2 separate regions of the Sus scrofa genome follow, and region 2 is linked to region 1. The links are chromatin contacts, called in public Hi-C maps. All regions are on one chromosome and are shown on one strand. The core of a region is the stretch at or near the end of the contact, and the rest is flanking DNA. Distances in the headings are between cores, read along the strand shown.

What was found. Hi-C and Micro-C count contacts between places; a contact is called where the count stands out from the background.
Region 2: a contact with region 1 is called in a Hi-C map of liver, with 10 times the contacts expected there. The contact joins the enhancer-like site here to the promoter of PLPP3 in region 1. A contact is called at or near these places in 1 of 5 promoter capture datasets (liver), 11 of 47 Hi-C or Micro-C datasets (alveolar macrophages, embryonic fibroblasts, heart right ventricle and 3 more) and 1 of 2 datasets of contacts at active chromatin or transcription factors (skeletal muscle).

What each region holds. Positions count from the first base shown.
Region 1 is chr6:155,799,413-155,804,304 of Sscrofa11.1, reverse strand. PLPP3 (phospholipid phosphatase 3) reads right to left here and starts at 3,465. Exons shown (of 6, transcript XM_003127971.6): 1 at 2,698-3,465. The coding sequence starts at 2,836.
Region 2 is chr6:155,835,788-155,840,789 of Sscrofa11.1, reverse strand. All of the region lies in intron 1 of PLPP3 (phospholipid phosphatase 3), which reads right to left. Among named protein-coding and RNA genes, the nearest start is that of PLPP3, 37 kb to the right of the region's middle. Within about 2 kb of position 1,704, at least 8 of the 83 cell types and tissues checked have an H3K27ac peak or open chromatin away from gene starts, as enhancers often do. A contact at or near this core is called in liver and skeletal muscle, where this site is marked.

The DNA.
Region 1 (4,892 bases), core at 2,216-4,715:
CACGTATATTGCACATCAGCTTTTATTTTTTCCAGATACAAGGAGAGGAAACTTGCTGTATATCTCTGTGAGAGAATAAACAGAAAACTGTCTCCCTTTTTCATAGATTAGGGCCTTGTAATCCAGACCATATGATCAATAAACTACATAAAAATTAAATCATACTGACAGTCGTAGGCAAAAGAGAACCACGTAGAAACAATTTTTTAGGACTGCGATGTGTGGAATATTAAAATCACATGTTGTGTTAATAATTTTCTTGTGGGAGCCAAATCAAGTTCTCCTGCATAAATTTCTCAAGTAAATGTTTACCTCACTGTGTTTCTCATTAAAGGTGGTAGAGAGGCACTGAATGAGTGATACTATAATTCGGCCTATGCATAAGGGAGACACTTTGAAAATGACCTTTTGACATGATGCTAATGGCAAGGCCCATAGCCTGAACACAGATAGCTACATGATTCTGACAGTAAAATAGAAGGTTCTGTTACCTTATTAACTTTTTTGCAGTAAACAAAATTATTTGCTGGAACAGACCAACAGTGAGTGAGTAAAAAACAGCTAGGTATAGAATATTAGCTTCGGGGAAGACACAGGGAGAGCTGGGGCAGATGAGGAGATGAAACGTGCAAACATACATCTTACTTACACCATCAACGCACAACAAGTGTCTTGGGGTTTCTCTGTGCCTGGCTAAACTATAGCTAATATAGGTGTGTCTTTTTTTGTGAATTCCTTCACACTCTTTCCTTTGATAAGAGACACCATCTCTTGGGACTTCCTTCTGAAATCACAAGGGGGGAAAGAGGAGGGGAGAACAATAAAACTGTCCAAAGGCTGTCAAGCATGTTCTGGCTCTGCTTTCCTAATCACCAAGTAGGAGGTAGGAAGGTACATGGAACAGACAGTGTAGAAAGAGTTCACCCTACCCCCAACAAAACACACCAGTAAATACTGGGAAGCCCCAGGCAAGTTTACAGCAAACAGCTTCAATGTGTTTATGTGTTCATGGTACTCCCCCAGGACCAGGGAGGGCTTTTAAAAATTCAATAGCTTGGCAGGGAGACTTTAAGTACTAATCTTCCCACTGTGCATAATGAGCCTTCAGTTGCCTTCAGGAAGGTAGGCCCCCCAGTGACAATGCCTTTACATAACATCTTAATGGTGAATTTATATGAAGAGATAGGAATGGGATTTGCCACCTGAACCACAGTTACCTTTCTTCCCTTCCCTAAAGCACAATTTGACCTTTGGCTGTCTGCTTATGCAAAGGGAGCCATTCTTATTTTTAAATTCTAAGTCCCTCCTTTCTCAGACTCACAAAATTGACGATGGACAGTCAAGCCAAGGACAGATGGACTTCAGGAAGGACTCTACTGCAGAAAGGGTCCTGAACACAGGGACGCTTAACTCCAGCCCCAGAAGTCTGGGCTTTGCCTACGCTGCATGGACAAATCCATTTCAAAGGGGACTTGAGCCTCCGTGCAGCAGTTAGTTCTATTTTAAGGGAACTGAATTGGGAACACAGATGTTTCTTCAGTTAGCAGAGTTGGCAGAACAGCCCCTGGACCAAATCCGAGTTCTTAATGCAGGAAGGGGCCTTGGAGAGCATCTGGTTCAGCCCACTCACTCAACTGATGAGGAAACTGAGGCCAAAGAGGCAGCAAGGTTGCACACCCCGCATGTGGCAGAGTGGCAGTATTGTGATGACAAGTCCAGCATGCTTTCCTTGACACTATGATTGGCTTAAAAAAAAAACAAAAAAACAAAAAAAAACTACGCCGACTTCCAAACCTCGGGGCTCCCGTACATTCCTGTCAGTAGTCACCCCCCGCCCTGGAGGCGAGTTCATAAATCCTCTTTACCAACTCCCACTCCAGTCCCTTTACTCCCACCTCTTTCAGCAGTGGCTTCCAACTAGCTGGGAAAACAGAAACGGGGCTACCGCCTCAATTTTCTGGGAGTACAATGAATTGTGGTCCTGAAGCATGACCCTGGCTAGCTTTCCCAATGCCTCAGTTTCCTCATCGGTGAAATGAACTTTCTCGCTCCTCCTGCACCGAGTCGGGGAGACGGCTGGTTAAAACGACCACCTGGCACACAGTAGGGGTCTGCAGAATCGGTACTCTGCATCAAGCCGGTAGACAGCACCCTCCCAACCCCTGGAGGGCGTTCACGAGAGCAACAAGTGAAGAGGCCGGCTTGCAAGTCCTGGGCCGAGGCAGCCCGGCGGAAAGGCTGGATGTTTACGTTCGGCCCTGGGAAGGCAGCGCTCTCCAGGCAAGAGCCCGGCGCTCCAGGAGATCCGTTTTACTCGATGGAAGGCAACCAGCTTTACGCCGGCTCTGGCTCCTGGTTCCACCGACTTCCCCTCCCTCTCCTAAGAGGACAAGCCCTCACCTTTCGTGGGGTTCTGCCTGCGTTTCCAACTGCAGGCAGCTTTTTAGATTGAGTGTCCAAGTGGCCCGCGAAAGCCTAGAGCACGCTCGACACTCCTTTACAGGCCGGGGAGGCGGCAGGATCGGGGAGGGCGGGAACCCGGGAGCGGGGAAAAGCCTGCGGGGCCCCCGGGACGGGCAGCACGGCGCGGCCGGGAGACGGGGCCCCGCGCAGGAGCGAGCGCCGAGCTTCGCGCGCAGCCCCGGGCCGGGCTGGGACGGGCGCTGAGGGCCGGGGGGACAGAGGGGCTGGGCTCACCCATGAAGAGGCAGAAGAGGTCCAGGCAGATGAGCAGCACCCGCTTGCTGCCGCCCTTCCTCGGGTTGTTATTGAGCGCCGGGCTGCCGCCGTTCTTGCTCTCCGCGACGATAGCCTTGTCGTACTTGTAGTTTTGCATGGCGCTGGCCAAGACGCCCCACGACTGCAGCCACACACCCAGACGCCGGGGTCGCCTCCCGACCGAGGCTTCTCCGGGCGCGGCGGGAGAGTGCGGCCCCGCTGCCCCGCTTCCAAGGGCAGGCGGTGGTGCTTTCTGCTCCCTGGTGCTCCTCCGCTTTTCCTGTCTCAACCCCGAATCGTTCGAAAGTCCAAGGGGAAGAGAGTCAACTCCCGAGCAGAAACTTCTGCAGCGCTGCGTTGCTCCGGACGCGCGGAGCTGGCGTGTCCGTGCGCAAAGCAGCGAGGGGGCAGCGCGGGCGCTCGGCCACCTTCCTCCGCAGCTGGTTGCTTAATGAATGGGAGCTGCGCGGAGCCCAGCCACCTCGGAGCGCTGCCCCAACTCCTACTTTCCTCCTCCTCCTGCTGCTGCTGCTGCTGCTGCTGCTGCTGCTGCTGCCGCCGCCGCCGCCGCTGTGATCGCCTGGGTTTGTTTTCGGCACTTTTATTTCATGAGGTCCTTTAAAAAAGAGAGAGAGGCAAAGAGAGGGACCTCCTTACTTGGCTCAGAAGGGATTCCGAAAGCACAGCCCCTTCCTTAAGCAGCCTAAGACGTAGGATAATTAAGGCCACATTTTCCCCCACCCCCTTCCAAAAAAAAAAAAAAAAAAAAATCCTAAAAGGAAAAGTTACTTTCAAACCAGAGAATCCGGGAGCCCCTAGCGTTCAAAAACACTAAATTGTCACAAAACGAGAAAAAAAAAATGTAAATAAAAAGAAACAGCCTTGGATCAGGCAAACGTTGAGGCTGTACAGCTAAAAAAGCGTTTCTCCTCTTTTATCCTCCTTTACATATTTGGGGCTTTCAAGTCTTTGTTTTGATTTGAATCGTTTCCTCCTGAAAATACTCAAATAAATTGTTGGGGGGGGTTTGTTTTGTTTGTTTGTTTGTTTATTTTTTGAGATCTGAACACTCAGCACTGGATACTGGGCTAGATTCTGAGGCTCCGAACAGGAAAAGGACTGCACTGGCTCTGGGACTAGATCCTGTGGCTTGGAATCCTGGCTGTGGCTCGGTGCCTCTGTTTCCCCATCTGTAAGCTGGAGATAATAACTTTCTCCTAAATAGAGTAATTATGAAGATGTCATTAGCTAATCCATAGACGCGCCTGGAACCGTGCTAGGTACATAGGAAATGCTGTGTAGGTGTTAACCTTTACTTTATTCCTTGTAGTTCCCAGCCCTCCAAATCCCTGCCAGTTCGGCTGGCCCCCAGCCTGCTTGTATCAGTATTGAGTGTTGGGGGCAGCTGTCCAGGGAAGCAGGAGAGCTCTCCCAGAGCTAGCATATCTCTAGCTTGGGGGGCAATCTAACGCTTTGCAGTAGAGGCTGTCATGTGCTTTCACAGTCTTCTATGTGAATTAATTCTCCCCCAGACAGAGCATAAACATTTCCAAGGCAAGGACCTTTCCTTCTATCTTCCATCATGTTCTAGATCATGATTTTTTTTACTGACTTGTTATAGGGTTCAGTATCCCTAGATCCAGCCACTTGGCCTTTCTCCAATAGTCCTTTCCCACTCCACACCCTGGCCTCTGCCTCCCTCTGTCTCTGCACATCCATCCCTTCTCTAACTACCAAAATGCTTTTCTTGCTTTAGAATCCTCTGAAATAGCACCTTCTCTCTGGGCCCTTTCTTGATCCCCGGACAGAATTAACTTCACCTTCAGCACTTGGTTTGCAGCACTCTTGTAGTACCTATTACAGTCTGATTTGGTGTTATAGTTAGTAAAGATGAGTCCGCTCTATAGATTATCAGCTCCAAACCCTCTCCCCAGTACCGCACACAGAGTTTGGTGCCTGCTGAATGAAGCTCAAGTCAGACTGCGTAGAACAAGTGGGCTGGTAAAGGAAGGCAAAATTGCTGTCTTCTGGAAGCAAGAGTAACTGAATCTCTAAGACAGCTCTGGATGAAGCTAGGGTACCTAGCTGCCCATCAGACACAGCATTCTCCTTTCAAATAGCAGCAAGTCAAAGCCAGGGAAACTAAGAGAACAGATTTCCTAGACAGCTTTTCA
Region 2 (5,002 bases), core at 455-2,954, 38 kb before region 1:
AGGTAAATAAAATAAGGATGAGTAAAATTACACCATGGGGCACCTATTGTGTGCCAAGAGGTCTGGATATATCAACTGATTAACACTTAAAACAATGCTCTAAATTAATTATCCATATATAGCCAAAGCAAGGAGGGCCAGAGAAATGATAATGGCCTCAGTGTCCACTCTGTTGATAAGAAGTGTAACCCGGGTATGTAATATGATACTCTGACTCGAAAGTTCATTCTGAGATGGGGCCAGCTAGCCACTCTTGCTAGGTACACATGAACTCTGCCTATGCTGGTTATTTGCAAAGTTTCAGAGCTCTGGAAAGTGCGTGTTGATCTTGAACAATGATAAAAAGGAAGGGCTCCGTCTCAGACGTTGAGACAGATTTGCACAGATCCAGCCAACTCCTGCCTCAGTCGCCTTTATGACCCAGATATATTCATTTGCGATACATTGCCCAGAGCTAGGAAGCATCGAGAATCACCCGCAGAGGATTTAAAGCTCTTACATAAAGGATCACCTGGGATCTTCCTGACAACTCTGGGAAGTAAGATTTGTAACATCTGGGTTGAAGTACCACTGGCAAACTCTGATTCATCCCTTCAAGACGTAAATATCTTTTCTCAAAGAAGTCTCTTAGCCATGTAACCCACTCTGGGAGAGTTACCTTTTTTCCCAATTTAATCAGCAATTTCAGAGCCAAGCAGATAGGATTCCACTTCTGTCACCTGTCATGCTTACTATATGACCTTGGGCAAGTCACTTTCCCTCTCTGAACACCATGTCCGTCACTGTGCAAGCATTGCCAACATACAGAGTGGATTGGGAGGACTAACCGAGTCACCTTATACAATATTCAATCATTGTGTGGCTCCATTAATGTTAGTTCCTGCGTCTGCACGTGACAGGAAGCTTTTAGGAAGGGAATAAGACACGGTCAGAGTTCTGTCAAAAGCCCCTTCCCAAATGCAATCTGATCCCCAGGGAAAACCATGCTTATAAAATCCTTTAATTCCAGGGACTTCTTGGGATTATGCAAACAGAAGGGGCTTTGATAGTAGTTAGCAGGACCTGTCACCCTGACACAGGGAAGAAATACCACAGCAGGAACCCGGCCACGCATTCTCAAAGATCACAGGAGGCTGAATGGGAGGTAAGTCTACACTAAGGGTGGAAACGAACGTTTCATCTTGTTTTTCCAATAGTTAAGCGTTCATGCGTCAGCAGTGTGCTCCGGTCCAAGCCATGCTGCCCAGGTGTACACAAAACACCAGGTTCACGTGGCAGTAAAGTAAACGACCTGGGGGCTGGCAGGACATCAGACACCTGGAAGGCCAAAGTTCAACATAGTCAAAAAGCCAAGACTGGAGCCAGATGTAGGGCCAAACATGAAGAGCTGAAGCAGAACAAAATCCTGCTGGGAGGCAACCCAAGGCCGCCAGGGCACGCCAAGCTAAGCCACCAAACAGCACGGTCCAAGTTCTGGGTCAAAGGTGACAAACTGGCAGCCCATGGCCAAATCTGGCCTGCAGAAATGCTCTGTTTGGCCCACCCAGTGTTTAAGGTTTTTTACATTAGTTGTTAATAGGAGGTCTCATGTAACATTCAGATTTCGGCTTTTTAAGCCGGCGCTACAGCATGTGGTCAGCAACATACGCAGTGGTGGCAACACAGGCTCACTTTCTCCAGGGCACCACTGTTCCCCACCATCTCTCTGACACCAAGGCTGCATACCAGTTCCACTGCCATTGCTTTAGTACTGGCAACCTTCCTATACTGGTCTACTTCTGTCACTTCCATTACCTACCTGGCCCCTGGCTTTTCTACCCCTGTTCTGGAGAACATAAAAGTCCTTGCTGAACCTATAAAAATAGAAGTAATTAACTCTTGGAGTTCCCACTGTGTCTCAGCAGGTTAAGAATCTGACTAGTATCCATGAGGACGCAGGTTTGATCCTTGGCCTCGCTCAGTGGGTTAAGGATCTGGTGTTGCCTTGAGCTGTGGTGTAGGCTGCAGACCTAGCTTGGATCTGGCATTGCTGTGGCTCAGGTCCAATTCAATGCCTAGCCTAGGAACTTCCATATGCTGCAGGCACAGCCCTAAAAAGACCAAAAAAAAAAAAAGAAGAAAGAATTAACTCTTGGTTCAGCAATGTCTTCTGTGATAAGTAATGACCACATCAGACATACGTATACATATGTGTATCGGTATGTGATGGTGTCTTTGACTATGTCTCAATGTTAACCCAAGACTGTGCCCCCATCTATGTTTTCAAATCCCCAAATTGGAGTTCCTGCTGTGGCGCAGCAGAAATGAATCCAATTTGTATCCATGAGGATGCATGTTCGATCCCTGGCCTTGTTCAGTGGGTTAAGGATCCGGCATTGTCACTGTTGCGGCTCAGGTCACTGCTGTGGCACAGGTTCCATCCCTGGCCTGGGAATTTCTGTATGCTCTGGGAGCAGCCAAAAAAATAAACAAAAAATAAAATCCATTGGATATTTGTGAGTGTTACAAATCTTACTCTAAATGGAGTCAGGCATATTTCAGGAATATGCTGGTAAAATTTTGGAGAGATCTTAGGTGTCATTTACTCCATTTACTAGACGGGAAGGCTGACATCCCCCCCACACACACACCCCCTAGTATTCTAATTACTCCTTGTTGGTAAGTGTCCTTGCTAGCTGAGAGTCTCTTCAGAAAAGGATCCATATATTTTATTCACCAGCACAAAGAGCAATTCATGACACTTAGTGGGTGTTCAACAAACATGTATTGAACAAATGTATAGAAAATGGACTAAAATTCAGAAGATAGGGCTCTTCCCCCAGTACACTCTTTGACCCTAGATCTGCCCCCACCCTGTTACTTCTGAATTTAATTTCTTCTTTCTCATATCCCAAATCCTATCTCTCTAACACAATCCCCCAAAGCCACACAGGACCACATGCCCTCATAAGGAGCAGACAATTGCATCAGGAATATCTTATGGAGAACTTAACCAGCTTCAAGTCTCAGAAGGGTGGTGGTTGGACGGGTTGATCTATCTTTAGGACACTTAATCTTCACCAGCTGCCCAGATTTTTCGCGTCATGAAACTATCAGAAAATACTCTGAAGGGGTAAACTGAGGGGATGCTGCCCAGTGACTCAGCTGCCACTGCCACCCTGCCCTGCAGGCCCAAGGGCTAAGGATCCCTTTCAGCAGCACCCCCACCCCAACTAATCTATTTGCTGTGATCCTCTGGGGAATCGCTGCCCTGAAGAAAATTCCCAACAAGAAGAGCGCTGATTTCAAGAAAGCAGCTCAGACCTGGGTGTGCAAACCAGTTTTGCCACTTACAATCTGAGCGATCTTCAGCAAATTGCTGAACTTTTTGAGTCCCAGTTGTGAAAAAGAGGACACCAACAGCCACTTTGAAGAGGATGAAATACCATGGGGTAGGTATTGAACAAAGGTTAGTTCCCTGCACTCCTAATCCTGAAAATCGACTCTCTGGCCTGTTTACATGATGCCAATCAACCGGCTGGACTGGTTTCCTCAAAGAAGGTGGCGAGATGAAGCAGGACAGGGCTGTGTCAGCTCAGACAAGGACGGTGACGCGACCTGCACAAGACTGGAGCCACTCCAGTGCGTGGTGCAGAAGACAGCCCTCTCCCCAGGAGCAGGCTCCCCACTCCCAGCCCTGTCAATGTTCCTTTTGTAAAGCACAGAAACCTTCTTCAAATCTGACAGCTGCCACCTGCACAAATAATTCAGGGATGTAATTTCGTAACTGAATCCAAGCCCTGAAAGCTGAAAAGTTTGAAGTCCAAAATAATCCCTTTGACCTTCTGCCTAAACACTCACTAATCACTTTTTAATTTGTAGTTTATTTCCTCTCTCTGTGCTGTCCTTAGAGGCGGTATTTTTATTTTAGCCGTACCCAGGGAGTGAGTGGCATTACGGAACACCTGATTAAAGCAGAAGTCAAACGTCTCTCCCAGACATCTGAGGCTTGCTTGGTGCATCCCCCCCCCCCACCAGAGTTCTCCAAATTGCACTGGGTGGTGAGAAAGTGAAGGAGAAAAAGGCTGCTTCGAAGGCGGAAACTCCTCATGGAGAGAATTATGAGCTACAGAAATTAATATGTAGTGGTCCCTGCTCTCTAAGAAGGCACACGCTGGGGACAATTCCCCTCGATGCCATGTGACAGGAACGTCCACGGAGGCATTTCTAAAATGTTCAGGGAGCACAGAGGACGCCCTTTAGCACAAGTCTTGGCAGCCAAGAGGCAGACGCAATACCAGTTGATTGACTGACAGAGTAAATGCATTTCAATGATTCCTGGCTGTCATTTGAATACCAATGACGTATTTAAAGCAAGACCAAAAAAAAAAAAAAAAAAGTCCAGAACCAAAAAGCAGCCCCCCTCTAAAAAAAAAAAAACTGCTTCTGTGTTCCACCCTCATCTCCTTCCCACCTTTTACTCCTGAGGAAAAATGAGAAAAGCCGTTTGAGGGAGACCCTCTAATTCCTAAAACACACACACTGAGAAGATGCTAAAAAGGAAAAACAGAGCTAAAAAAAGTGATTCATTCCAGAAGAAATTTCTTCCTCAGAGGAAAAGAGTTTCTAACTGAAGCACCGCTAGGATTGCTATAGATTGTAGTTAGTTGTAGCCCAGATAGATATATTGGGGTCATTCTACTTTGTTCTAGTAAATTAGCCAACGTTTCACCGACTGAGCAGAGCCGCCTGTGGACTGAGCTGGGTGAGCTCCGCCAGGATCCTGGGGAGGAAATTGACTTCCAGGCCAGTGTTCAGTGAAGTAAGGCCTGAGAGCACGGAGAAGACAGCACAAATGAGTTTGGGGTAGTTTAGTTCTCTAGCCAAGTCCACCTTACAAAACAAATACTAACCAATGATAACTGATAACAAAAAAGTTGTATCCATGAGTATTCATTCTGCTACTAACTATATCATCGCACTTCCGCTCCCTGGGGCTCCTTTCTTCACATGCAAAATGAAC